Regions from separate parts of the Gossypium arboreum genome. Here region 1 is linked to region 2. The links are chromatin contacts, called in public Hi-C maps. All regions are on one chromosome and are shown on one strand. Each heading gives the region's core, a stretch centred on a gene start, on an enhancer-like site or on the middle of the called end of the contact. The rest is flanking DNA. Distances are from core to core; before and after follow the strand shown. Region 1 holds the start of LOC108477412. Region 2 holds the start of LOC108476579 (probable galacturonosyltransferase 9).

Region 1 (5,121 bases), core at 112-2,611, 240 kb before region 2:
TTTTCATAGTACCATAGGGCGCTTAGGACTCTTAATTTGTAACACAAATGTTCTTTTATATGCTTTTTATATGTCTAATTCTTGTTATCCATCATATTGATATGCCCTCAGGATTTTACATTCTAATTTCAAGTATCAAGCATATTGATCTATTTTTTATAATATTGTTCTCATATAAATTTCATATTCAAAGTATATGTATCTATAAAACACTATGTATTTTAACTACATTACATTAATATTTTAGCCCTTATTAACCAGGCATGGACTAAAAGACGGATACGCAGCTTATTTCACTATCAAACCAATATACACTTACAGACACTCAATGTTGAGGAACTAATAATACATTTCCACAAACACCCAATGCTCAAGAGAAACTATCGATATGTGCTCACGGACACCCAGTGTTCTAGAGAACTAGGGGTGTTCAAATTTCAGTTAAAATCATATTAACAGACCAAACATGTCTAATTCAATTAATCGACAGGTTAACTGATCTAATTTGGTCGGAGGTCGATTAATGATTTTTTGGAAGTTCGATTATCAGTTAATTCGGTTCAAAAATTGAGTAATTAACCGAATTAACCAAACTTAATAATAAATAATACAAATTATATGTAATTTTAATTCGATTAATTCGGTCAAATGAATATTATCAATTTATTTATTTTATATTTGTTTTAACCAAAAAAATAATTTGGTTAATTTGGTTAACCGACCGAATTAACTGAAATATTTCTGTTCGATTAATTTTTTTTGTTCAATTAATGATTAAAGGATTAAAAAGTTCGGTTATTTCGATTAATATAGTTCGGTTAAGTTAACCATTTGAACACCCATATAGAGAACTATCTAATAAAAATCTACTTGGTGTTAAGTGGTATGTTCCCACGAACACCTTGTATCCTGGAAAATTATCGAAATGATATACACCTGTAGTAAAAATAACTCCGATAAAATGAATCCTATAACATATCAACTATACTCGTAATTCTATCCAATCAATTTCCTAATCCCATTTCAATATGAAAAATATTTTTACAAAAATATAAGTAAATAAAATTACTTTTATTTTTAAATATTAAAAAAATAATTTCGGAAGGCGAAAAAATATTGTTAGTAAGTATAAGCATGCAGCCCCCAAACTCGTTGAAGTTGATAATAATTTAGTCAAACAACTATTATGAGAAATATATATCTAGCCCCCAAACTTCTGTAAGAATCACAAATTAATCCTGCCGCCAACATCGAAAGACGGAGGGACCAAGATGAATATTGAAAAACTTGTAATAATTTTATGCCATGAATATACTACTTTGCATTATGGCCTTGTAAAAATATATATTTACGAATAAATAAATAAACAAATAAAAAAAATCAGCCACGTTCTTTTTCTTTTCATTCTAATTATTTCTGATTTTTACGAGATTTCACTTTTCAGAACTTCCCCTTTTCTTCTAACTTAGGAAGCCCAATCGTTAAACGCCGGCGAACAGAAACTCCGGTAAGCTTTCCGTTTCTTCTCTGACATCGAACCGAGCCAAGGGTATATTCCCTTTTCTGTTGTTGTGATTTGATTTTATCATTTAATTAGAAACTTCTTTTACTTTTTGTAATTTGATTTTACATTTGTAGTTTCCTTTTGATTCAGTTCATGTGAAATTGTCTGAAGTTTGCGGTTGGATTTCAAATTCGTTCAGTTTTGCGGTTATACTTTCATTTTTGTTGATTTTTGGACTAAAACTAATGAAAATCACTAAATTGGTCAATCACATTAACAAATTGTTCCATGAAATATTCTAATCCTGTTAATTTTTTTTTATTTATAAATCAATGAAATGGAATGTGCAGTAGCAAAATTCCATATTTAAATAGAGTGAAAGTATAAATTTGACTCTAATCAGAAGTACCAAATTCCTCAACGATGAACAGTTTCAAATCAGTAAGCCTTGGCAAGCAATTTTTTGTATTAGACTTTATACTTGATGCACGGGATGGAATTTAAATATGGATTTGGGAAATGGAATAATGGGATTTCTTTTGTCAATGTTTAAATCTTCAATAATGGCATAATGGGATTGAAGATAGAGATGAGACAAAATTTATGCTGGGAAGTGACAAAATTGAGGGCTATATTAGTGTGGGTGTGCTTTTGTTTCACAAATGAAGATTTTTTTTTTTATTTGAAATTCTATTTTTAGTTTTATAATTTTGTTTTGCCATTTGAGTTTGACTTACTTTGATATATGAATCCAGCTTCTGGCCCTAACGCATTTTTATTTGATTGCATCATTGTACTGATAGTTTCTACATTCTAGTCTTCTTTTCTTTGTCTGCAGGACCTTCAAGTTTTGGCATCATTAACAGCAAATTCCATTAATCTGTCTGAAGTCTGAACGTATTCAGTATGAAGTTCTTAGAATACACTCCGCTTGACCGGTAATTTTCAATTATCCGTCTGAACATATTCTGTATGAAGTTCTTAGAGTATACTCTGCGTGACTGGTAATTTTCAATTATTAGAAAATGGAATGGTAACAAATTTTCCTCACCCTTCTTAGATCCATGATCTTTGTCTGCCTTTTGATTTAAAGTCTGACTTAATTTGTATCTTATTTTATAGAATAAATGATTTCTTGAGTGAATTAAACCTCGGTGAGCGTACCATCAAAGGAAGACTTGAAGCATACTCTTGTAAGTTCAACTACATAAGTTGTCCCAAACATTTGGAGATGTTGGTTCAAACTCAATTTTTTCATGCTTCTAGGCAAACACACAGGAACAGATAAAAAACTATCTCTCAGTTTGGAGAATGAGGTTTGAGAACATTCAACATATCATGTTTTTGGCTCCATTTTCTTTAGAATTTTGGTTTCTGATGCTTGTTTCATATCAGATCCTTGACTATCTGGGGAAATCCTCAGATACTGACTCCTCCTCACCAGTTGAATTCCTGTTGAGTAGATCAAGGTTGTAAATATTATATTCAGTTTTAGGTAGTTTGATTTATGTTCATTCATGACTTTTGACCAGATTTTTATTGTGCATTTCAGTCGGAAGACATTGATTTATCTGGTGCTTACCCTCTATCACATGTATCCTGATTATGACTTAAGGTATCTCTGTATATGTTTCATCAGCACATTTTCATTTCAAAGAGAGTTTAAAAGGAGGATTATGGGGTAATGCCACTGTCAGCTTATTTGGCGACTTGACAACCCACTATATAATCCTCCTTTTATTGCAATGGGAGTGTTGTCAAAAGGTTTTGACAGACAGTTCAGCATACTGTCGCTCTTGGAGGAGCTGAGAGTTCAATTCTCTCCATTTCCCAAATCTAATTCTTCTGGTTATACGGGTTTGATTGTGTCTGATTCAAGTCTTATTTGTTCTATTGAATGCTTTATACTGACATTCATGTGTGTCTTATATGGTTCTCTTATATTATGATATTGCATGTGCTGATGTGGTTCCAGTGCAGTTAAAGCACACCAGTTCTTAACAGAGGAAAGCTGGGATACCTTTAAACAGATTTTTGATACCAACATGCTTGAAGCGTCAAAGGTATTGGCATAAGTATTCATTTATTCTCTTGACATTGGATATCAAAAGATTATTGGGCACATTTGTGAGAGAAGGAATATGCATTTCCTCTAAAAGTAACTTGCAGATACTCTTGTTGCACTCTCCTATCTCCTGTTCTTGTGGTATTTATGCTGGTCATGAATATAACTTAAGTGATTTTAGTCTAGAATTTGCATGTTCATCAGTTTTTTTGGGAGTTAATCAGACTCATGAAACTTTGGGCCAATGGTGTGTTGTGCTCATGTCATTCGGGGTGAAAGAGATGGATTTGGGGGAAGATGCTGATGCTGTTGATAGTGGTTTGTAGTATGTGAGAAGAGCGATAGCTAGTATTCATTCAATTGTGGTATGTTTTATCCTTAAATAAGTCACTGTGCCTGGCATTTAAGTTTCCTGCTTCACATCATTGACAGGAATGGATCGAGGCATATGGGGGCAGTTCACTCCTCGAAACGATTTATAAGCCTCTAGATGAGGTGAGTGTAAGTTCGAAATGACTAAATGCAAGTCTCAGCAGCTGGAAATTTTAAATACCCGGTTATGCAGGTTGTGAAACTCTCGGAGTGCGAAATTTATAGTTATAATCCAGACTCTGATGCAGATCCCTTTCTGGAGAAAGGGGCAATGTAAGTGTGTATTATATTAATACTTTAGTGAGTTGTCAGTGGGCCATGATTGTTCAGTAACTGTTGTGGAGTTATATTTTCAGATGGTCATTCAGTTTCTTCTTCTACAATAGGAAACTAAAGCGTGTAGTGAGTTCAAGCTTTTGCTGCTTAAGGTGGGTCTAATTGTATTCTGTGATATTTATAGTTATGTACAAGCTTCATGATTATCTTTAAGCCTCATTACCATATATTGTCTCTTGCAGTAACTTGGTGGCTGATGGTTTTGCTGCTGACAACTTGTGTTACGAGGAAGATGGTGAAATATTTGATAACATGGATATATGATCACTTACATACTGCTTGTACAATGTGTCAATACCTTTTGACATCAGGCTGCACTTAGTTATGTTCTGTAGCATATTTTCTACTTTGCTGTGTATATGTAGTTTATGTTACCCAGACTCAGATGCGTTCTACCTGAATATGTTGTCTTTAAGTGTTTTCTTATGTTTGGAGGATTACGTCTTTCTATATCAATGGTAGAACAGGACCAATGTCGGGCGTGGTATTTTAAGAAAATAAAGAATCCCAAGCAACATAGCATGTTATGCTATGTAATGTGAGTCAAATTTGAGTTTAGGTAGGTGAAGATGTGGAAGACATTTCTTACATACTCTTCGCTCCTTTGTTAGATATGATAAATCTTTTTTTCTAAAATTTGGAACAGTAGCTGATTGTTGGCTTTTGGCAGGAGGATGTGGGTTAAGCGCATTTATTCTTCTATTTAAGGGTGGAAAGAGGTTATAAGTAATTTTAGGCATTATATAAATATATATATATATAGTTTACCTCGCCATCTTAACATTTTGTGATACTCAATGCATTATGAGAACGTTGAACAGGCAGCATATAGTGAGATACTAAT
Region 2 (5,475 bases), core at 1,907-4,406:
ATATAGATGCTTCAAAAAATAAATAAGAGCCGGAGCAACATAGCTTCTAACCTACTGCACCATTATGCATGGGAAATTTTTACTCTCAATCTAACTTGTAAAGCAGACAAACAAACCTGAGAGACATAACAGTAACTGAAAGTAAGTTTGAATTGCCATAAAACTAGACTAACATGTCGAGTTTTGTAAGTTGACAAATGTATTGATGGAAAAGATTTCACTATCAAAGAATCATTTAAGTGTATACATATATAATCTGGTTCAGTACAATTCGTGCTTGACATCTTCAAGAACAAAACAGCAAATTTAAGAATAAACAAATAGTAAGCCTAATAAAGGGGAGAAAGAACTAAAGATAAAACCATTAAGCTTTACTCTGGCAGTTAAACTAAAGAATAGTGTAAATGTTGGTGAAATATAGCAAGCCTATATGAACAATCGCTAAAATTTCTATTTTTGTTACTTGATTATTGAGAAAGAAGCACCAGTACTTACTTACCTACACTCCAAAATTGCATGTCTGCAGGAATTCCATGTCATTATCCACATATTTGGTCCAGAGATTCTTGTATTGGTTCATAGCTATGTCTAGCCAAGGTTTCATGTTTCCATTATAATGAATGAGTGCAGCATTGTTGATCACATCCATGCTAATGCTTGGATTGTATCCAAGTCCAAGCACGTGCCAGGATTTGTCCAGTGATTTTGTCAATGAGTAAAAGGTGATCAGGCCAGGCGGAAGAGTACCTGATTTCCACAGAGCCCGATCAACATTCTGATCAGAAGATCAATTAAAAGTTAATTACACATCCACTTCCATAACTTCGATCCATAATTCAAACCATTAGCAAAACTGAGGTGTTGTATTTAAAACTTGAAGTTAATTAATTGGTTTTACTCCTAAAAGTTGTATTTATTTGTCATCATTTCTAATTTTCCCTCCGAGACCACTCTATTACCATTAGGACAAAGGAGTCATCATTTATTTACAGTGTGTTGTCAATTTTTTGCAGGTAAAAACATTGTTTCTCTTTCTCCATTAAAATCATGAAATGATCTGTAACACCAGTAGCTAACAAATTATTACTCCTATTTGTATCAAACATAAGTAAGTTTCTTTAAAGAAAATAATGTACTAACCAAGTTTTGCCAGTTGTGATACGTTTCCGTGCATTTCTCACGCCTCCAAGCATCAAGATCAAAAATATTCATCCCATAAGCCCAAGCACAAGCCTTATGATTAAACCTCTCCCTAATGAGAGGATGTGAAAAATTCAAATACTGAGAGAAACGGTGAAACGACCCAAAGCAGGTTTCTACAGCTCCATTCACCTTTCCAGACAAGTCTATCTTCCACAACCCTGTCAAGTCCTTCTGAACCACAACATCATCATCCAAGAACAAAATCTTATGCAACTTAGGGTACATTTCAGGCAAATAAAACCTAAGGTGATTCAACATTGACATATGCTCAAGATACCTAAACTTCGTGTTACTCCCATCTTTGGTAGCATTCTCCATCTTATGCTCCAAGTAAAATCTCTGCTTAGCAGACTCAATTTGCCTCAAAACTGGCACGTAGGCGGAATTCATGAATTTATAGTCTTCTAATGCCCTCACCTCCACATGAGCACCTCCTTCTACAGGTCTCATTTTGAACCAAACTTTCATTGCAGCCAAATTCATTCTATCAGTTACCACATGGAACACATGTTTCCAAGGCTCCTCAGCGTTCTTCACCACAGACCTCACCACCACAGAAACTGCAATCACATTATCAGAAAATATAGCATAGTGGTACAAATCGGGGTCATCAAACTCAGACTTAGGCAAGTCTTCCTTGTACTTCTCCGGATGGGAAATTCTCTCCTCCACCAGTCTCATTGCCAAGCAATGTAAACTCTTAGGAATTGATTTGGCAGCAATTGAGCTCGCAAAAGCTCCATTCTTTTTTGCCTTACCTAATAATTCCCTAACTGCGAAAATAGTATCTTTCAACTTTTGAATTTTCAACTGATTATCATAATTTTCTTTAGATTCAGCTATTAACAACCTAGCAAATTTCACTCTATCTTTCACTTCTTTCTCAAACTGCCTTAAGACATCCTCATCTAGATTCCCATCGGTTTCAAACAAAGAGGATTTATACCTCGGTTTAGATGTAATATCGGAGAAATTCTTAGCCAAATCGTCAAACATTTTCAATTGCCTCGAAATGTCAAGCTTTAGTTTCCTTGCATAAGCTGCATATGCTTTCACTAATGTGATGTGATCATTGGCTTGCCTGTATATCAAATCTAACCTTGTTTTGAGAGGGTCCGAGTTCAATGCTACAAACGTTCTATGCATGTAAGCATTTCCGCCACTTCGAAACCTCTGCTAGAAAACCCCGGAAAAGAAAATAGTTAGAACATCTAAAAGGGTATTTAAAACCCCAAACAGAATGAATTTTAAAGTACTGCAAGCTCTGCCCTAGAGACTAGCAGAAAACAACCATAGAGAGAGAGAGAGAGAGAGAGAGATTAGATTGTGAAGTATTAAAGGCTCAGCAAATCGCCAAAGTGTATGAATAAAAGCCAAATAGATTTAAATTTTGAAGCACCGAATTAGAGAAATAAATGGCATGTTACTGAGGCTAAAAAAACCCAAGTTAGAAAAAAGAAAAGGGTATCTGAAAAAACCAAAAACAGAACAAATGATAAAGGATTTTGAAGAAGGAAAAATTTACAGAGTGCTGATGAGTTGTAGAAGGACGAGTAGTGAGGAGAACGGTGGCAGTGGCAATGAAGAGAAGCGAAAACATGGCTGAGACGAAGATCCTGTAAGAAAAAAAACCGCGGAAACCAGCTCCAACACCGCCGGATCCGCCACCGCGAGCTCCCCTGATAGCCACAGCCATCGAAATTCAGCTATTTACACTGCTTTGTTTCTGTCCGTCTCTTAGACTGATTAGTGAAACTAAATAAATAAATAAATAAAGAATGACACAGTAATGAGATCTGAGATTTGACAATGAAAGGGTTAGAAGATGTGGTTGATTTATTAAGATTTGACTGATGAACTGAAGAAAAGGAATGAAGAAATTGATGGAAGTGTTTAGGGTGAGGGGGGGTGTAGGGATTGTTCGTTGAGATGGTTAGAATTTGTCGGGCTGACTGAAGAGGGTGAGATCCGTAGTTATATGTGTAATGGGCCGGACCAATATGATCCATAACTTTTTCAATTCGATCGATTGTCTTCAATTACTGATCCAACCACTTAAATTCTATAAAACTTTTCTTTTTTTTTTCTTTCCAAATATATTCCTACTTTAGCAGTCCAAATATTTTTATAAGGGAATAACTTACATAAAGTAAAATTTTTAACTACCAGTCAAATTTTAATAATATAAAATTACTATTATACACTCATCCATAGAGAAATTATTTTATAAATTATTCTCATCACATTATTCATGGTCCCTTTTCTATTATTTAATAACATTTAACAATTTTTTTCATATGATTGACACATAATTTTAATAAATTTTTTATCCCGAACTTTAAGCCCAAAACTTATAACCCTAAACCCTAAACTTGAACACAAAACTCTAAATTTCGAATTCATAACTCATAACCCATACCCCGAATCCTTGAACACCAAACTCGTAACCTTAAACCAAAACTCTAAATTCCGAACTCATAACTCATAACCCATACCCCGAATCCTTGAACATTGAATTCTGAACCCTAAACTTGTACCCCGAACCTTGAACTTTTACATTGAATTCCAAACTCAAAACCCAAACTCGAACCCTAAACTTTAAATCTCGAATCCAAATCTTGAACTTTGAAGTTCAAGGTTCTAGGTTCGGGATTTATGGTAAAATAATTACCACGATTATGTACCAATGATATGGAAAAAAGTGCAGAAAAAATGTTAATTTTTTAAAAATTGATTGCACAAAAAAAATTAACTTATGAGAAAAAAATGATTAAAATTTGTAAAAGAAGAAAAGATGTTTGTTTATAATTTAAAAATTAATTATTTTAAGTAATTTAATTAAAGTTAAATTAAGTTGGAGAAGATATTAAATATAAATAAATGTATAATAATATTTTATTATTTTTAAAATTTAATAACGTGGTACTATTTTATTAGTGCCTAAAAACTATAACAATGATCCTAATATAATTTATTTCTTTATTATAATACTATTTTTAAATTAAACTCTTCAAATTCAACTTTTATATTTTTCTTAAAAGTAAATACAATGACCATATCTATAATTAATACAACCATAAAATAAAATAAGAGATTATATTATATTATATTGTATATAAAATTGTATATAAAAAATATAAAGTTAATAAACAATTAAAATAAAAGTAACATACTTTCTTTTTGTTTTATTTTTTGTTAATGTAACCATAACAATTTAAATATAAAATAATTAATATAAATTTTATTTTTATTTATTATATAAATCCATTCAATAAATTTCTTTTAATGGAATCAAATTTTTTATTTATAAGTTTTCTTATTAAGTTCATTCAACCAATTATTTTAATAAAATTAAAATCTTACCTATAAATGCCATAAATATTATAAATAAATAAAAATATTTGTAATGACAAAGTCAAATATATGCGTTTATATTTTATGATATTTAATAAAAATGTATTTGTTATGAATATCTTATTAAGTGGATGTCCAACATGATTAAGATAAAGTTTTAAAATACTTTAAATTCTAATAGTTATTAGAATTAGATCTCTACTTCTTTTATACTTCTTATACCCATAAATAGAGACTCTGATGAAGCATTGTAATTACCCTTTTTGATCAATAAGTACATTTTATAATGCTTTCATATTTTATTTGTTCTTTATTCTCCACATCTCTCTTTATTTTATAACATGTTATCAGCACGATCTTGCTCAAAGTGATAGTTCTTTTTATCGACGATCAAATTTATCCTCCATGATTTTTAATTTCTTTGACAGCAAGAAGCAAAGTTTTTACAGGAAGTTTCTTTTATTTAATGTTTCATATCTAATTATTATTTTTCATTCTTCTTTCATTATATGTAATTATTGTTTTGATTAACTTATTTTACTTTTTGCTCTTAAGGATGGTGAAAGATTTGATACCGTTATCTATATGAAATCAGGAATATTTTCGAACTATCTCATACATACTAGTGATGATGATAATGTTAAAGATCTTCAGGTATATTTTACTATGGTTTATTTATTGTTTATTATAATTTGAGATTAATCATGGCAACATGAATAGATAGATTATGATTTAAAATCCACGCATGTTTGTGATGGTGATTATGAAATAAAGAATCTATTGGGATGTTTATAAGTTCGTCTTACTAGATTTGTTGCATTCCCCGAAGTGAATGTAAACATGAAGAAAATAAAAGATATACTCATAGACAACTAAAAGTGGGAATATAGTAATAAATAAGAGAACAATAAGAGTTCT

What was found. Hi-C and Micro-C count contacts between places; a contact is called where the count stands out from the background.
Region 1: a Hi-C map of leaf shows a contact between it and region 2, with 2.7 times the contacts expected there. The contact joins the promoter of LOC108477412 here to the promoter of LOC108476579 in region 2. A contact is called at or near these places in 2 of 5 Hi-C or Micro-C datasets (both in leaf).

Annotation. Positions count from the first base shown.
Region 1 is chr12:13,574,357-13,579,477 of ASM2569848v2, reverse strand. LOC108477412 reads left to right here and starts at 1,361. Exons shown (of 11, transcript XM_017779951.2): 1 at 1,361-1,507; 2 at 2,322-2,442; 3 at 2,627-2,697; 4 at 2,771-2,820; 5 at 2,900-2,973; 6 at 3,057-3,119; 7 at 3,480-3,567; 8 at 4,002-4,064; 9 at 4,135-4,214; 10 at 4,298-4,369; 11 at 4,460-4,913. The coding sequence starts at 2,411. The coding sequence ends at 4,541.
Region 2 is chr12:13,334,252-13,339,726 of ASM2569848v2, reverse strand. It overlaps LOC108476579 (probable galacturonosyltransferase 9), which reads right to left and starts at 3,156. Exons shown (of 4, transcript XM_053023589.1): 1 at 2,729-3,156; 2 at 1,141-2,376; 3 at 500-775. The coding sequence starts at 2,899. The coding sequence ends at 500.